Linked DNA regions of Gossypium hirsutum: region 2 is linked to region 1. A link is a contact called in public Hi-C data. All regions are on one chromosome and are shown on one strand. Each heading gives the region's core, a stretch centred on a gene start, on an enhancer-like site or on the middle of the called end of the contact. The rest is flanking DNA. Distances are from core to core; before and after follow the strand shown.

Region 1 (5,139 bases), core at 1,809-4,308:
TTGTAAACATTTTCTTCAACAAATTGTCGAATAAAGTCACACACTTGTTGATGCTCAAATTCCCATTCTTCATCACTTTTCGAATCGGGTTTTTGAGTTGTAAAGACCAGAAGATGCAAAGCATTCACAAACAACAAGTCCTTCATTTTATTCCGCCAAAGTTGATAATTTGTGCCATTCAACATAATCATCTTGCTCGTATTAATTTCCATAATTATCTAACACAATAACCAAGCTCTGATACCAGTTTGTTGGGAAGAAATTGAACAACCGAAACAAAGCGAAAGCACAACCGGTGTTCTTTCTCTCCTTATAACTCCTGTCAAAAATTATGGCTAGCACAATAGTACAAGATATGTTCTCTAGCAACCTTAATCAACCATAAATCAACTAATGCAACCACAACAAAAATAAATAGAGACACCGGTATTTTTTCGTGGAAAACCCCTCTAAATCAAGGGTAAAAAACCACGGGACTTCAGAGTCCGATCAAGAGCTCTACTATCATCAAATGTTCAACTACAAGATCACAATATCAAGCCTACAACAAGCATTCAACTCCAACAAGGCTAACAATATGTAATCTTTAGCAAAAGAGAGAAAAATGAGAGAATATCACCAAAATGCAGCTGCTGAAAAAACGGGTATTTTCGAAGCTACAAGACTCGGATGAAAAATCCGACCGTACAAAGTTAAGAACACCTTATCGCCTAGCTGCTGTCCAAAAATCAGCTCAATCGAACCATGGATGAACCTTCGATCGAAGAGTTGATCACTGCTGCACCAAACTTGAAAAATTGAAATTTTCTTCTCTCTTTCTCTCTGTTTTAATTTGAGATTTTTTTGGCTCTCAAAAATTTCTGCCCATGTTAAAAGCCCCAAAAAATGGCTTTTGACAAAACCAAAAAAGAGACAATAAAATGTGGCAGAAATTATGGGTTTCTCACATAGTGAGACCCATACCCAACAGAATTGGCAAGTGGACCGAAGAGAACACATACATGTGAAATGCTGATCATGGTGTAAGAAACTTCCATGGACGCATTCAAAATATATATATTATAAAAGATATTTATTGGTAAAACTTCGAACGTCCTGTGCAACTCACTGTTGCCCGACAAAACATACGTCTCTTATTCCATTACTGGAGCTACAAACTAAGGAAGCTTTTACTGACAGGAATTCTAGTACAAAACTAGGTGGAAGTGTCCTATATAAAAAAAGTTGGAGCCTTATGTTAATAAATACTTAATCAAATTTAATTTTTTAGGATTTTCACCTTCAATCTGTTTACCTTCGTTACGTTGAACAAAAAAAATAAAAAATAAAATGTTCCATTACAAAGCAGTGTCAAACAGTTAATTGTTTAGGGTTTTCACCTTCAATTCAAGCTCCGAAGTTCAGAACCGAGGAAAATTCAATTCTATGAATAAATTCTTTTGTTGCAAAATTAATTGACTTTTTCAGTTTTTATTTCTCTAATACCTTAGAATTAGGGTTTACTTATCAAAACTCAAAGGCTTGCAGCTAAAAAACATAACTTAAACAATATGTTTTAAGATAAATCAGGATTGGATATTAATATTTAAGGTCCAGTGGCCGCTAGAGTTGTTTTTTAATTTTATGTAATTTAAATTATATAAAAACTAAATATGTAATAGTATAAATCAAATAAGAAAAAAAATACATTATAATTATTAAATAGTTTTATTAAAAAATTTTAAAATAATAATGTGGATTGTTCTAATGAGTTTGAGTTAACTATTAGTACATATATGGACAAGCTAGGAAAAGATTTAAACCCATATTTCTTGGACTCAACTTAAATAACTATGAGAATAATATTTAAGTCTTATGCACCGTCAATGCATAATAATATAATATATTTCTACTGAAAAAATGACATATCATCATTAAATGAAAACAATATAAGAGTTCCTAACAATTTTATTTAAACATAATTAAGTATTAATTAATGATAAAAAAATATTTACACCTTAAAACCTCGATAATTATTAATATTTATTTACAATATTTAATTATATTTAAATTATTATTATTTATTTATAAACTTTTCACTCATTTTTATTTTTTTTAAATGATGATATATTATATTATTATTTATTTATTTATGATGTCTAAAATTCGATAATACATTAAATATTATATTATAGAATCAACTCGGAAACCTTAAACATCTCCCACCAAAATCACTTTCCAGTAAAACATCATTTGGTATAGGTTTCCGTCTCTAAATTTTAGTCCCAGCGGCTATGTATCAGTGCAATATTATCAGACTTGAAGGTTTACTTTATTTATTTTCTTTTTGGATTGTCGCTTTAATGAATTAAAGTACAAATAACCTTTTAAACTTTCCTTTTTCGAGTGATGCACAAGTAAAACTATGGATTGGAGTAGATAAATCTAAATGAATTTGATAATTATGAGAGAAAATTAAGTATAATAAAAGTCTCTATATTAAGAGTTAGATTGTATTTTATATTTTTTTTAAAAAAAATATATAAATTAATAATTATATTTTAGATTAAAGAGAAAATTGGTGATTCAGTTAAAAATTCTACCTATTTTTGTGATTAAGTAATATATGATTGACAAAACAACCCGACAATGACATATGGTGTACTATATTTGCCACATCGACAAATATTTTAAAAATTACTAAATAAAATAATTATTTAAAAACTCAAGCCCAAAATAAATTTGGACATAAAAAATTATTTTAAAACAATAAAAATTATTAAATATTATTAAAAACAATATCTACAATGAACAAAGATACATGACTGTCTAAGTTCAAATGAACTTGAACAACTATTTATCTAAATTTATTTAAGAGTAATATTTTAAATAATTATTAAATTTGTGAAAGAGCTCATAAATTCAGACTTGTGCATAAGATATCAAAATGTTCAAACTCCCAAGTTTATGATTGAGCTAGGAGTGTTGATTTTGAAGGTAATAATCTATAGAGGAATTGGTAAGTGTTTTTCTCATGTAAAATAACATCTTGGACTGGATTAATGCGAATGATGTATTGGTTGCGGAGGAATCTGTGTGGTCCCCAGTGGTTGGAAGCATGAAGTATAGAAAACTGACTGGTTTGTACTCTGCCTAAAAAATACCTCATCAAATTTAATATGTCGATTCAAACTGTCCGTACCATCTATGTTGAAATAATTAGTATCATTTTCTGTAAAATTATAAAAGTTAAAATATATTTTAATTCATTTTTTATTTTTAAAGAGTTAAACTTTTTATTTTTTAGCTTTAAAGATTTGTTTGTTTGTTTTTTTAAGTCTGTCCGATGAGTGGCACGGTCTTGGCTAGCAAAGTCTAGGGTTTTGAATGTGAGATTTCGATTAGGTGATTAGCAATTTCTGTCGACAATAAATTTCAAGTTCTCTTTTTTTTTCATTGGAAAATAGTGCACAGGATTGAAGATGGCATTAGTGGATATTGATTTGGCAAATTTGAGTCTGGATGAAGAAGACGACGAAGACGAAGGGCTTCAATTTGCAGCAGAGGAAGGACCTCAACAATCAATATATGATTTATGCTTAGCTGGATGTGCCCTCACAGCAACTGAGGTTAATTTTTTGGCCATGAAAAATAAGATGGCTAATTTATGGCACCCGTTGGGGGAATTCAAATCTCTGAACTTGGAGAAAAAATGTATTTATTCAGATTTTTCTATGAGGTTGATTTGGAACAGGTAATAAGTGGAACACCTTGGACTTTTAATAATCATTTCTTTATCCTTTATAAATTAAAAAATGGTGAGGATCCGAGTTCTGTTCCATTAGTTTTTTCTGATTTTTGGGTACAAATTCATAATCTTCCACCGGGTTTTTTTTACTGATAATGTGGCAAAATTATTGGGAAATTTTATTGGCAAATTTTTGAAACATGACACCGAACAGCTTAATCAAGGCTTTAGAAACTATATGCGAATTAGAGTTCAGATTGATATTAGAAATCCACTCGAGGAAAAAGAAGATTTTGATCCCTCATTCAGATCTGGTTTTAGTAAAATTTCGTTATGAAAAATTGTCTTTGTTTTGCTTTCTTTGTGGATGTTTGGGACATGTAGACAAATTTTGTCAAAAAAGGATTGACATAAGATTAAGAGAAGTGGAATTTAGATGGGATACTACACTTAGGGCTCAACCTAGGAGGACGAGTATTACTCGAAGCGCCTGGTTACGGGAAGATAATATAGGAAATAATTTTGGGAGGGGGATTGGTAAGAAAGATGATTGTAAAATTATTAATTTGAGTCAAGAACTGGGTTTTAGCGCTAAAGGTAAAAGTGATGGACAGATGGAAGATATGATAGAGGATATGTAATAGATTCCATTAGAGAACGAGGAAAGAAAAAAGAGGCTTAGGTCAGGAAGTCATATAGTTGTGGATGGTCAAGGGGAACGAAGAGAAACCCATTATAAAAATCAGAAATTGGCGGCTACCAATGGGCAAGCCGGCTGGACACAATGAAAATTTTAAGTTGGAAAGTCTATGGATTAAGGAGTCCACATGGCGTTAGAAGACTTCAACATATGCTGAAAACATATAATCCTCAAATTGTCTTCTTTATGGAGACAGTTAAATAATTCCCGAATGGAAAGTGTTCGACAATGGTGTGGATTTACTTATAGTATTGATGTTCCGATAGTGGAAATGAGATGAGGGTTAAGTCTTGGTTGGAAAAGTGATGTAACAATCAATTTAAGAATCTTTTCCAAACATCATATTGATGTCAATATTGAGGACAATGAAATTAGGGTAAATTGGAGATTGATCGCCTTCTATGATACATCGGAGGCTTGTGGAAGAAACGAGGGTTGGGATATTCTAAGGAGATTAGGGAGAGAACATGAGTCAAATTGGTTAGTTTGTGGCGACTTCAATGAGATTTTATATGCTTTTGAAAAGGAAGGGGGCTTACCAAAGGATGAAGGCCGAATGGAAAAATTTTGTCAAGTTCTTAATGATTGTCGTCTGGAAGACGTGGGCTATGCTGGAAAATAGTTTACATGGGAACATGGTAATCTTTCAACAACAAACATAAAAGAACGACTGGACAGAGGAGTTGCAAACAAAAATTGGTTAGAATTAATC
Region 2 (5,139 bases), core at 1,018-3,517, 190 kb before region 1:
TTTCCCTCCTGACTTTCTTTTTTATATTAACTAAAATGCCCCCTTCTCACTGAAGAAAAAAACCAGAGTCATATAATATTAAGAATGAAAATGACAAACAATAATTTAGAAACATCAACTTAGTCTAAATATGTTCATGATATCTTTTGCCATATATTTTACACTTTCGTCTTCCATTCAAAGTCACGTCTGTCCTCTCAGCTATTTAAATCTGATCTTGCATTGCATTTTCAAACTTTCCCAGGGAAAATAAAATACTAGATAGCAATTCTAGAATAATGAATTCAAGTAAAAAACAAATCCGATTATAGAAACAAAAAATCTAAAACTTGAAAAGACAACTAGGGAAACTGAGAGATATTGCTGTAGATTTAGCACTTTGTAGGAGATACTTAAAAGGGATTTTTAAAAAATTATGGAGAGAGAGAGAGAAGCTAATGTGTACTGAAAGAATGAAAATAGAAAACAGGGAATTTGAAAAAGAATATAGCTAAATAAAATTAATAAAATGTCAATTTTAAGACAATAATTCAATGGTGCACAAATTCACATTTTTGAACAACAAACATGCTTTAAAAAAAAAACTTTAATTTGCACTAAAAACAAATTTCAATGCAGTAATAAGCAAAATTTTTCAAAGTATTAATGAATTAATTTTCTGGCTGTAAATAAAGAAAACCCCTTCTTAACAAGTATATATGGAATAAAACATCTGTACTTTTTCTTGATTCACATCTTTGTTTTCAGCAGCAAAAAAAGAATCAGCTAAATACATTCATAACCAATTTCTATCTATGGACTACAAATGCAAAACCGAGATGAAAAAACAGCAATAGAAAAAAATAACATCTTAGACAACAAAACCACCTATAAAAGTAAGGATTTGAAGACCACCATTCATACAAAATTCTAATAGCCAATAATACAACATCTAAAAGTTTCTAACCAATATAAGACAATTTTCACTGCCAGACAATCCTGTAAATGGTCGATGAATCATCATGCTTCCTCACACAGAAAATAATGCCAAAGACAAACTAAAATCAATTCAGACATAATAAAAAACACAGGGATAATTGATTCAAATATAAAGAATCAATTTACCAAGTCTAAAGACACAGTAGCACAAGAATCATCAGGCATTTGCATAGTTCAGTTAAAATCCATAATTTCTTTTGCTAAATGATGCTACTTGATATTGCATAATATCATTGGCAGGTGGTGAGTAGAGTTTCCAACCGAAAGTATTTGATGTGCTAAGGTTCAGTAGTTTAATATTGACATACCCTCGAGGTTTAAAATCAACAGATTCACTTAAAATGTAAAGAATCATGAATATCTAATTCTGATTTTGTTTGGGGGGGGAGGGGTTATAAGTATTTTGAAAACTACAGATGAAATATCATGAAAACAGAATAAATTAATTCCCAGTCAACAGATAACCTAAATGTAATGTGAGCAAAAAACAATCTAGTTATCACTGTACATTCTTCCTCACCATAACCCTTAATTTTATTCCTTTTTTCCCATTGCTGACAAACCATAACCTTAATTAATTGTACTAATTTTATTGGTTGTACAAAATATTTGACTGGAATATGACAAGGTATAAAAAAATGGAATATGGAACGAAAAAAACTGTCACTAGAGGGCATAAAGATTAAACCTAAAAAACTCTGGAAATCAGGGAAACCCAGCTCCCTAAAGACCAAGCCTGATCATATACCCTATATTGTGTGGTTTAGATGCCCCAGTTGCAGAGCAATAAATAACCCGTGCTTCAGGTAGTCGAGCCTGTAATTTTTGCAAATGCAAAGCACCAATTAAGGAATTTCTAGGAAGAGAATTTTCCATTATTGGAAGCTCATGCATATGCATATGGTCCAGCATGAGGGTATATGAACACTTTTTCCAGATGATTATATCAATCAAAGTAAATTAAAGAGAAGGAAAAGATTTTTTTTATTTTAAAAAATAGGATTAGGAACCCCTCGAAACAATAGGATGTTCCGCCAAAAGAGGCAAATGAGAACCGAGAAGAAGATGGCAAAAAGAGCTAAGTGAGGGTTTTGGGTTAATCTTGCTATGTCTTGCTTACCGATTGGTTGCGGTAGAGGTGTGCGACGGCGACGCAGCAGATGGTCGGGTCCGGTGATGCAGAGATGGGTTGGGATTTTGATTTGGGGAAAATTTAGGGTTTTGGGGGAAAATTTTTAGGGAAAAAACTTAGGTTTTTCGGGTATATAGGTCGGGATAAAATTGAGGACAGCAAAACTAAGTCGTTTTGTCTAAAAAAAAAACTTTTGCAGCGTGTTTTTCTAGCCCCGCTAAAGCCCGACCTATTGCGTCGTTTTACCAAAACCGTCACTAAAAAGTCAATAAAATGGCGCCGTTTCGATTACAACAAAATAAGTTTTGTACCTTTTGCGGCGTTTATGAAAAAAAGCCGCTAATGCCTTTAAAATTTAAAATTATTTAATATAAAAATTAAAAGCAATATAAATTAAAAAACAATCAGTCATGTACTCAAAAAATTTTAAAGTCATTTTAAATAATATTATTTTAAATTTTTTCATTTAAATAAATATATTTTTAAAATTTAACTAATATTTAAAAGAATTAGATAAAATTTGAAATCTTTAAAATTTGAAATTATTTAATATATAAATTAAAAAATAATCAGTCATTTACCCACAAAACCTTTAAAATTATTTTAAATAATAGTATATTAAATTTTTAACATATATTTTTCACACTAATTCATCTAAACCCTAAACCCTTAACCTCTATCTTTTATCCCCCTAAACGATAAAATATAACCCTAAACCCTTAAACCCATAACCCTTAACCCCTAACTCCTAACTACTAACCCCTAAACCTAGACCCTAACCCTTAAACTATAAATTATAAACCATAATCCCTAAACTCATAATCTATAAACATTAAAATAGTAACTTTTAAACCTTAAACCCTAAACCCTAAACTATAATGATAATTACTTTAATATTTTAAAATTAATATTATCTCTTTTACTATTACATAAGAATTTATTTAATATATAAATTGACAAACAATCAGTCATATACCCAAAAAACTTTAAAATTATTTTAAATAATAGTATTTTAATTTTTTTTCATTTTTAACATATATTTTTCTATTTTTTTACTTTTAAATTTTTGTACGTGTCATTTTTTTTGAAGAATTTAAATATTCAATTAAAAATAAATTGTATTTTAATTAATATAAATAAATCATTTAAATAATAAATAGACAAATAAAATGTTTTTGCGGCTTTTTTTACAAAGCACCGCTAAAGCTCGATCTATAGCAGTGTTTTTGAAAAAGCACCGCTAGTGCTCGATCTATAGCGGCGTTTTTCAAAAAGCGCCGCTAATGGTCGACCTATAGCAGCGTTTTTTAGAAAGCATCACTAATACTCAATCTATAGCGGCGTTTTTTGTCCAAGCGTCGCTAAAAACGCCGTTAAAAACATCGTTAAAAACTTGTTTTGCTGTAGTGGTAGAAGCAACATTCACAGCCCTTGCGATAGTCTTGCGCTTCTTACGTGCGTCTCTTATCAAAGAATCAATGTTCATGGCCTCGTTGATTTCAAGATAAGTACTGTTAGTCTCATTCGAATTGTTCCCAGAGCTACAATCAATGTGTGCATCAACAACAATCCTAACATTAGTAGGAGCAGTTAACAAATTAAAGGGAACAACCCTTTCTACTTGCGATGAGGCCACTATTCATGGATGAGGTTTTATCCTACAGTAACTATAGAAGTAGTTCACAGGCTCATCTTAAAGACTGGTTAAAGTTTAGCCCAAGTCTTCACTTTTAATATTATCATAAATTCCATGTGGCCATTACCGACTTTCAAAAATTGTCCCAAAGGCTTCGGCGACATCTCTGCTATTACATAACATATACCTATTAGGACTGCGTCCCTTCAGGCAATACAAACAAACATTCCTCACAGTGACGAAGCCCTTGATGATCAAGGAACTCCCTGTGCGAAGCCTTTCTAGTTGACTTTCCCACAGCCTATCCCTATGGTCCGTTTAAACAAACACATATCTTGGCTTGGCATGGACCACTCCATAGAAAAACCAAACCCGTCTGTAACCTTATATCTAACTCTGATATACTTCTCCCATTTTAACCGAAGGTTAGAACACTGGTTCACAATTATTGTCTCGCATTTCTTGCAATAAGAGAAGTAATAGAAACCTGGCCAATGCCTTCGATTCTGAGCTGTCAACATATATAGACTTTAGAAAATGGCGAGCTCTGATGCTTCATTTTGGTGAAGGCAATCGATAAAATACGACGCTGCAATCCACTAGGAGAACCCACAGAGTTGCCCAAGAGTAATCCTATATTCATGCAGGAGGCCACAGAAAAATGGGTGAAGGGGTATGTGAAACCCAGCCTCTAGGGCGTGAAGGGAAAGTAGGAAACCACCATCGCTTGTGTCGCTAAGATTATGCTCCCCCCAGGAATTGAAAACTCATAGAAAAATTAGGAATTTCGATCCCCCACATATGCACACTCCGTCTTATCTTTTTGTACTTGGTGGTACATGGAACAACTTTAGCCTTAATGGGGGTTTTAGAAGCACAGTCCCGCGGTGGGCAATGGGGTAATAATTGGCCGCCGACTCCTCTCATTCTAGGCATATTTAATGAAGAAAAGAAAAAAAATTAAGGGTAAAAAAACATTTTTACCTTGAGAAAGGCCTTTAGTCGATTATGATTTTAAGAGTAAGTAAGTGTAAATATTAGGGCTCTAGAAAACCCCTCTTTTAAAGAAAAATTTCCCCACACTTTAACGGTTCAGATAACTAAGAAGTTCTAACGGACAGATATGTGCGAGCATGATCCGCTTGTAAAAATGGCGGGGTACAGATCAGACTCCAACGGCAGACGCGTATCCCACAAGATACAATAAATGCGAAATAGTGGTCCTAAAGAACGTCACTTTATAACACTCCTTAGGACCAATAGGGGGACTATTGTTATATATCAGTGATCACCAACCCGTATCCTAGATAAGATTCAGGTCTCCTACCTGTGACCCGGATTGGTCCCACCATATGGTTGAGTGCAAGGTGAACCGTGAAAGGACAACAAAAGG

Evidence for each region. Hi-C and Micro-C count contacts between places; a contact is called where the count stands out from the background.
Region 2: a contact with region 1 is called in a Hi-C map of leaf, with 2.6 times the contacts expected there. The contact joins the promoter of LOC107892854 here to the enhancer-like site in region 1. A contact is called at or near these places in 5 of 34 Hi-C or Micro-C datasets (callus, cotyledon, fibers and 1 more).

The regions. Positions count from the first base shown.
Region 1 is chrA07:29,560,075-29,565,213 of Gossypium_hirsutum_v2.1, reverse strand. All of the region lies in intron 3 of LOC107952995 (a long non-coding RNA gene), which reads right to left. Among protein-coding and RNA genes, the nearest start is that of LOC107952995, 6.3 kb to the right of the region's middle. Within about 2 kb of position 3,058, at least 1 of the 9 cell types and tissues checked has an H3K27ac peak or open chromatin away from gene starts, as enhancers often do. A contact at or near this core is called in leaf, where this site is marked.
Region 2 is chrA07:29,744,559-29,749,697 of Gossypium_hirsutum_v2.1, reverse strand. LOC107892854 (peroxisome biogenesis protein 5) reads right to left here and starts at 2,267. Exons shown (of 5, transcript XM_016817909.2): 1 at 2,099-2,267.